2 separate regions of the Gasterosteus aculeatus genome follow, and region 1 is linked to region 2. The links are chromatin contacts, called in public Hi-C maps. All regions are on one chromosome and are shown on one strand. The core of a region is the stretch at or near the end of the contact, and the rest is flanking DNA. Distances in the headings are between cores, read along the strand shown. Region 1 overlaps LOC120827576 (mitochondrial import inner membrane translocase subunit TIM16). Region 2 overlaps LOC120827576 (mitochondrial import inner membrane translocase subunit TIM16).

Region 1 (3,795 bases), core at 169-2,668, 72 kb after region 2:
CTCTAAAGCTCATTGAGTTCCCTCATTCCTCAGTCGTCTTACCTCAAGAGGAAGCGGGCGACTGTGGCCTTGGTTTATTATGGGTGAAGGTTTGAGGCCGAGCTGAAACCGTTTTTCATATTAATTGCAATTGTGAACAAAAATATCCATGGATTTTGTCATACGACACAAAGTGTCTGCTTTGAATATTGAAACCATGAAAGGCTTTGGCGACGCAGCTTCCAGCTATTTGGCTCCAAGCCAGTGGAACAACCGTCCCGAGGGCTCAAGAGGAGCTGACAGTGTTATATTTTTAAACATCTTAAACAACTTTTATGGGCTGTGGTTTAATTATTCGTACCTCTTCGATCCACATTTTTATATCCATACAAAGTATTTTGTGTGTTCAACTTTTTATTGTTGACCATTGTGAATTGTTTCATTCCTCACGGGGTTTAATGCTGTATTGATCTTACCACAGGCTATAAACGCCAAGGAATTTAAATCCAATTAATTTGAGTGATGAGTCAGTGAGTGCCTGCCAATGCTTTTGTTTCGCTGTAATTTCTTTTGACAGTTTTCTCAAACTGCCAATAGAGATCGGTGGAAAACAACAACAACCTGTATGATCTCACTCAATCCAGCCTGACCTAAGAACACTGCTCCATCTAGTGGCCTTTTTGGTAAAAACCTGCGGCTCTCTGACTTGTTGAGATGTTTCTGGGCATTATTTGAACGTCTCTTGTCTCTTTGCATTCAGGATGCTGATCCCTCTGTTCGATGAGGACACTGGGCTGCTCGTACTGGCTGGAAAGGTGAGAGACAGTCTGTTCTGTGTTCTGAGCAGGTGACGCATCTGTGGAAGCGTTTTGAATGAATGAATGAACGATGTGCTCTCTCACACAGGGAGACACGGCGATCGATTGCTTCGAAGTATCTGCGTCCGAGCCTTTCTTCTCGCAAGGTAAAGCTGCTCCTGGTTCATCCGTCGGGCCGGTTTGTTCCAGCTCTGCCTCCCAGGGTTTGATCCCTCACTTTCCTCTTTTTCTGTGCATATTCTCGCTTGCAGTGAGCCACTGCCTGACGGACACCTCAACGCGCGGCGCCGCCGCGGTACCCAAGGCGGCGTTGGATGTCCTGTCCTGCGAGGTGATGCGTGTCCTCCAGCTGACGGACGGCTGCATTGTGCCAATCAGCTATCAAGTCCCTCGCAAGGTGCGTACCTGCACAGAAACCGCGGCTGCACAATCACGACATCTGCAAGCGAAGTGCGTGTCGTTTTTTCACGTCCTCCTGCTTGCGCGCACTTGTCTCGCAGAATTCAAACCAGGAGTTTCACGAAGACCTTTACCCGGACACAGTGGGCACGACTCCAGCCATGTCTGCCGAGGAGTGGTGGAAGGGAGGGAACAAGCAGGTAAACGCTCCACGCTCCCAACCAGTTTTTCCTGTCGTCACAGCGGAGGGACGCCTCCAACTGTCGCCTCTGTTTGTCCTCAGGTGGAGAAGGTCAGCCTGAATCCAGACAAACAGCACAAAACCAAGGCTGCGCCAGCGAAAAAGAAGGAGCCGGCCAGTGGAGGGAGCAAGGAGGTATAAAGGGCTTCTGTGTTAGCGACCATCAGGGCTTCACCGGCCGCCTTTAACCTAACGCTGCTTCCACAGGATCCGGCCCGCGGCTGCTCCACCTCCAGCAGTCCCCTGAGCACTCCCAGCAGCAGCGCCGCCGCGTCCCGCTCTCCATCCTCCGCCTCCGGTCTGTCCTCCAGCTTCCTCCCCAGTCCCAGCCCTGGTCCCAGCCCGAGCGCCAGGCCCATCCAGAGCATGCTGGGTACAAACAAACACACCCGGGAATCTCTCACTTTTTCATCTCGCTGTTTCGACGGCAACGTTTCTTTCCGTGACAAATGTGCTGCGTTTGAATTGTCTCCCATCCAGGGCAAACCTCGAAGCTCCGTCACATCCAGGGAGCAGTGATGCACCGGACGACGCACATCACCAACCTGCGTGGCCTCAACCTCACGACACCAGGGGAGTCCAACGGCTTCTGTGTCAACCGCCAACGCGTGGCAGTGCCCCTCGCCATCTCCGGGGGCCAGATCGCCATATGTGAGGTACAGCAGCTCTTTTTCATCTGCTCACGTGGAAAGTGAGACCGCTGCGTACTGGATGTGATTGACTGAATGATTTGAGTCCTGTCCTCAGCGCTCTCAGCCTGGAAGGCTACCCGACACGGCCCTGCCCACCATCCAAAACTCTGTCAATGTGGTGGACTTGTCCTGGGACCCCTTTGACCCCCACCGGCTCGCCGTGGGTGAGTGAATGCGTAGACTGGGCTTGTGTGACCATCTGCGGCGTTGTGTGGCCGCAGTGGGTGTGTCTGCGTGATTTGACTCTTGTATTTTCCATCCCTGCCAGCTGGTGATGATGCAAAGATCCGGGTGTGGCAGGTGCCAGAGGGAGGGCTGAAAGAGACCCTGACTGAGCCTGAGGTCCTCTTGCAAGGTAGGACCGAACCCAACTACCCGAAACTACCTAAATTCAGTCTTCTCTAGAAAAGATTGTTGATTGACTTGACGAACAACAACAGAAGTTGGGTTGATTGACAGCTGCTCTGACCCCCCCCCCCCCCGGCCCTCTTTTAGGCCACACAGAGAAGATTTACTCCATCGAGTTCCACCCTCTGGCCAGCGGAATCCTGGCGTCTTCATCCTACGACCTCACAGTCAGACTGTGGAACCTGGAGGCCGAGGAACAGGTCAAGCTCCTCACCGGACACCAGGACCAGGTGGGTGACCAAGATCCAGACCCCCCATTAAGTATAAAACATCATATGAAACTGTTTGGCCGCAGTGTGGACATTTGAAGTATTTGCTGGAGTAAATACATCAACTGGTCGTTGTCGTCTCTGAGCTTCTTCCTTCTTAGTTCCTCTTGTTTGTTACCTTCAGATCTTTTGCATGGCGTGGAGCCCAGACGGCAAGCTGCTGGCCACAGTGTGCAAAGATGGCAAAGTTCGCATCTACGAACCCCGCAAGTCCACTGCGCCTGTGCAGGTATGTACAACGCAGCAGAGAAATGGGAGGATGCAGTAAAACGAATGTGTATTAGGTGTATTGTGAAAATGACATTTCACATAATTTACTATGTTTACTCCATTACATCACACTTAAACTTAATTGAACAACATTGAACTCTATGATCATGCCTTTGATGTGTGTAGTTGTTTGTCGATAGTGTGTAACTGCTCTATTAAAGCAGTAGACGGCCTTAATGATCTACAGTGAGTTAAAATATCAACCAATGCCCCGCAGTGTTGTTTATTCCCATGTTCTTTTTGTTTCATTAATTGATTAAATCGTAACGGAATACTTTGCATTTACATTTGTCTTTTAGGAGGGCACAGGTCCTGAGGGCCACAGGGGAGCTCGTGTGGTGTGGGTGTGTGAGGGAAAGTACCTGTTGGTGTCAGGATTCGACAGGTAATGAACGTGGAAAATACTTTTTGGTTTAAGCGTTTTCAATGTAATATATATTATACGCAAGAGTGATGTCAGTGTGCAGTCAACGTAACTAAACAGAACTGTGTGAGCGTCCTGCAGAGAAGGCAAACTACATGTTGTATTTAATGCATCATAATTCAGTTTTATCAGGGTCAGTCCACAGAAAACACTCACCATGAGCTCCCTTGTCGTCTCTGTGCAGCCGCAGTGAGAGACGACTCTCCCTGTACTCGGCTGGCTCCCTGTCCTCTGGAGCCATAGCCGCCACCAACATAGACACCTCTCCCTCCACTCTCATCCCTTTCTACGACCC
Region 2 (3,802 bases), core at 386-2,885:
TCCCTCAAACCCGGCTCAGATGGCCAATGGACAGTCACGCAGATCTCCTGCCATTCTGGTAGTGTTTGTTAAGTCATCACGTCACAGTCCTCTCCTTTCCTTCCACCTTGTTCCCTTTCCTACGCACAACTTCTCAGGGAGCAATGCAAATGCTCATGTCTTTGTTCTGAAAATAAGTGTGACAGCTACGACCCAGATCTATTTAAAAAAAAAAAACAACAACATACTGTTTTCCATTTGTTTTCCCTGCTGTCAGATCTGGTGACTGATATGGACTTTTCTCCGTTCGATGAAAGTCTCCTGGCAACGTGCTCCGGAGATGAAACGGTGAGATTTCGTCTCTCTTTCCCCCGTATTGATCTTGTTGTTGGCTACATGAACATTGGTCCACGTTCCATCCTCTCAGGCTTTGCTTTTCCTGGCAGCGCTTTGAAGAGGATATGAACTGGCTCCATTTTGTGTTATTCAAACCTTTTTGGAAGGGTCCGTCCTCCCGGCGCATTATCCTCAGCCACAGGTGCCCGAGCTTACTGGAATCTGCTGAGAGCGGGTCTGCCTCTTCGGACCGGGCAGCTCGGTTTACCAGAGGGAGCAGTGAAAATACACACAACGGTTGCCTCACACAGAGCCAACTATACACACACACACACACACACCGGAGTGGTCTGCAGCGTCTGCGGCGAGCTTCCCTCATCCCTCTGATCCGTTGCCTGCACAGTATATTGTTTCAGTGAAACTAAGTGAATGCACTTAGTTTCACGAGTGTTTCAAAATTAATCTAAAATGAATGCTTTTCCATTTCCATCCGCGCTCGTATACCAGCATCAGCGAGAAATCCGCAGTTGAACCTCAGACCGGAGTAAACGCAGTTCTCTGTCGCCCTTTTAGCTGTAGCGGCGAGAGACTCGCACCAGCTCTCGTCAGGCTGCGACGCTGCATCTTGACGTTTAGAGACGCGCACCGTTCGGGATTCTTCCGGCTTGCCTGGTGTGGCTAAAAAAATAAAAATAAATGCTGTCGGGCCAGAAAGATTGTCACCATTTCCATGCAATGTTCAAAAAAGAGCAATGGAGAAAAGTCAGAAACTTGTTGGATCCCTAAATTAGAATCTCTCTCTCTCTCTCTCTCTCTCTCTCTCTCTCTTTCTGTGTGTGCGCGTGTGTTCAGGTGAAGTTGTGGCGTTTGTGTGATCCAGAGCTGCAGCCGCCCAGCAGTCCGGAGCTGACCTTGCGTCCAGGTCAGGGCAGGCTGGAGCTGGTGCTTTTCCACCCGACCTCCTCCGGCTTGCTGGCCGTGGGGGCCACCAAGGTCCCCCTGATATGGGACGCGGGCCGCCAGGACACACCACTAGCAGGTATCTGCAGCGGGGCGACCCGAGCAGCGCTCCCCTGGGTTTGCTGTCTGTGTTTAAAACAAAGCGTCACACATTACACGCCGTGTCCGTCCGTATTTAACATTTGAGTCTCTGTCTTTTCTTGTGGCCCTTCGTTGTTTCTGCGTGCAACATGATTTTATGTGTGTGGAGTGGTTTGGTTTCCTTGTCTAATGTCGGGGACGGTCTGACTGACACTTCCTACGTTTTACAGCCCTGTGGCTCTGTCTAAGTGCTGGAGCAGCGGAGGTAATGTCTTCAGTTGTTCTGGTCCGAGTCTCCCTCGGACTTGCCTCAGGATGCAGTTCCTATCCTCTGGCCTCCCCTCACCCACAAACACACAACCCCCCCCCCCCCTCCCATGACAGCTGGCCTGGCTGCTGCTCACTGCTGATCCAACCTTTCATGAGCTGTGCCCCCCCCCCCACTCCACGCGCTGCCTTTCATCACCCTCGTTGCTCGTTCATATGTGGTTGAGGGACTGTGTGATTAACATCTAGCTTTTTGCATATTTTCTTTTCTTCTCCTTTTTGAAGTTCATAGCAAATCACTTTTTGTTTACCCGTCTTACCAAGGCCACCTCTCATCTCTCTTCACCTATTTGCCGTCATATTGAACGATTCACACAAGCTGTGTTCACTTAACGGCGCTGTAGCCTCATGCGTGTCGTACCTCTGGTTTCTCTCCTGGGCTCCAACCCGTAAGGACACGGGATCCACTCTTGTTTATCTCAATTGTACGCGCTTTATTTATCGCTTCACCCACCCCCCCGCACTTCCCCTGCAGTGATCTCCCCGATGTTTTCTGTCGCGTCCTTTTGTCTTGTCCGTAAATGTGCCGTCATTCGTGTGTGTTGTCATCTTACCTTTTTTTTATTTTTTAATTTTTTGTCCATGTCTAATATGAACATTGTGTCTGTAGACATTTCCCCGATCGCTCCACTCTAAATGATGATGTCTGTGTCTGCAGTTCTGGAGCAGCACGGTGACCAGCTGCACAGTCTGAGCTGGAAACCGGACGGTTCCCTGCTGGCTTCCTCCTGCAAGGTAATAACAAGTGGCACCGCAGCACACATGTAAATGCTGCAATGAGGTGCATGGCTGCACCCTTGATTTTAAAGCAGGTTAATGAGAAAGCTGTTTTGAAGGACTCAACCTCATTCTTTGTACTGGTCTAACCGCAGTAGTAGCAGTTTGTGACCACTAGATGCAGCCAGCGGCTCACTTTGTGGCGCGTGCCTCACATTGGAAACTGCTGCTCTGTTTTATATGGGTTCATTTCATTAAAAAGTCAACCTAGGTAATCATTGTTAAAAAGGGTGGGGATCACATCATGAATTCGATTGGAAAATAGGGAGCAAAGGGCAAAAATAATCAACTTTGAAAGATGATAACCAGTTTTTTTTTTTATTGCGGTGATAATGATGGAGAAGAAGGAAATGTTTGCCGCGGTTAATAAGGTGATCAGTGCAGACTTCCGTATTATCAACTTGTTAACGTGGTCACTTACAACGGAACAAGCCTGCGTGTAACGATAAACGCAACGCATTTTGTTTAGTCTTCAACCCCACCTGACCTCTGACCCCCGTGTCCCCCAACACACACACACACACACACACCCTGTGTTCCTCTTTGCTGGGGCAAGTTTACGTCTAATCAGGACCTGAAGACCACAGGAAGAGAAAAGTATCCCTCAGGGTTTAATGCATTCATTCGCCCCCGTTCGCGTCTGTGTCATCAGGAAGTAATCACACAGCTTGATGGGCTCGCTGGTAGGGAGGTGGTACGGGTTTATGAGTAGGGCGCAGAGGAATTTATGAGTGTACTCTATGTTGCTTCGTGAATATATTTGATTCATAGGAGGGACGTATTCATTAGCAGATGTTAACAAGATTAATTTATTGCAGTTTCTCACTGATAGGGCGCCACAGTGAAGTTCTCCCTGTTTTTTTTAAAGCCTTTTTAAAGCAGAAACGGACTGATTGGTGTTCAAATGAGGCAGAGGTCTCTCTGTCGTATACTTTAGACACGATGAGCTTATTTGCCTTTTTGAGACGGATACACTTTGACACACAAATCTACCACATGTGGGTAATTAACGGGTATGATTGTCAGTCCGATCCCTGTTGTTTGTCTTCACGCTGACAAGAAACAAATTGCTCCACCCATCACACGCCCTGTCCGAATCATGACGCTCACCGTGACATGATAATCGTCCGCGGCAGAGCTACAATCAACCCTTGCAAAAAAAAAAAACAGGCACCTGAAGAAAAGCGGGGAGGGGGATGTGAGCCAAGATCAGAGCCAGGGGCCCCTGGGGGGGGGGGGGTTCTTGCCCTGTGGGGCTCTGGTGTCATTTAACCCAAAAGAACCCTTTCAATCCCTCCAATCCAATCCTTAATAAAACAAACACGGCCTGCCAACATGTGTG

What was found. Hi-C and Micro-C count contacts between places; a contact is called where the count stands out from the background.
Region 1: a Hi-C map of tail fin shows a contact between it and region 2, with 6 times the contacts expected there. The contact joins two enhancer-like sites. A contact is called at or near these places in 5 of 6 Hi-C or Micro-C datasets (liver, skeletal muscle, tail fin and 1 more).

Annotation. Positions count from the first base shown.
Region 1 is chr11:11,560,108-11,563,902 of fGasAcu3.hap1.1, forward strand. It overlaps LOC120827576 (mitochondrial import inner membrane translocase subunit TIM16), which reads left to right. Exons shown (of 31, transcript XM_040190579.2): 10 at 740-794; 11 at 886-943; 12 at 1,049-1,194; 13 at 1,298-1,396; 14 at 1,480-1,572; 15 at 1,645-1,810; 16 at 1,918-2,093; 17 at 2,185-2,293; 18 at 2,398-2,484; 19 at 2,625-2,767; 20 at 2,931-3,035; 21 at 3,376-3,461; 22 at 3,685-3,795. Among protein-coding and RNA genes, the nearest start is that of vasnb, 17 kb to the left of the region's middle. Within about 2 kb of position 1,419, at least 4 of the 9 cell types and tissues checked have open chromatin away from gene starts, as enhancers often do.
Region 2 is chr11:11,488,041-11,491,842 of fGasAcu3.hap1.1, forward strand. It overlaps LOC120827576 (mitochondrial import inner membrane translocase subunit TIM16), which reads left to right. Exons shown (of 31, transcript XM_040190579.2): 3 at 1-58; 4 at 257-327; 5 at 1,168-1,354; 6 at 2,342-2,418. Among protein-coding and RNA genes, the nearest start is that of LOC120827576, 11 kb to the left of the region's middle. Within about 2 kb of position 1,636, at least 1 of the 9 cell types and tissues checked has open chromatin away from gene starts, as enhancers often do.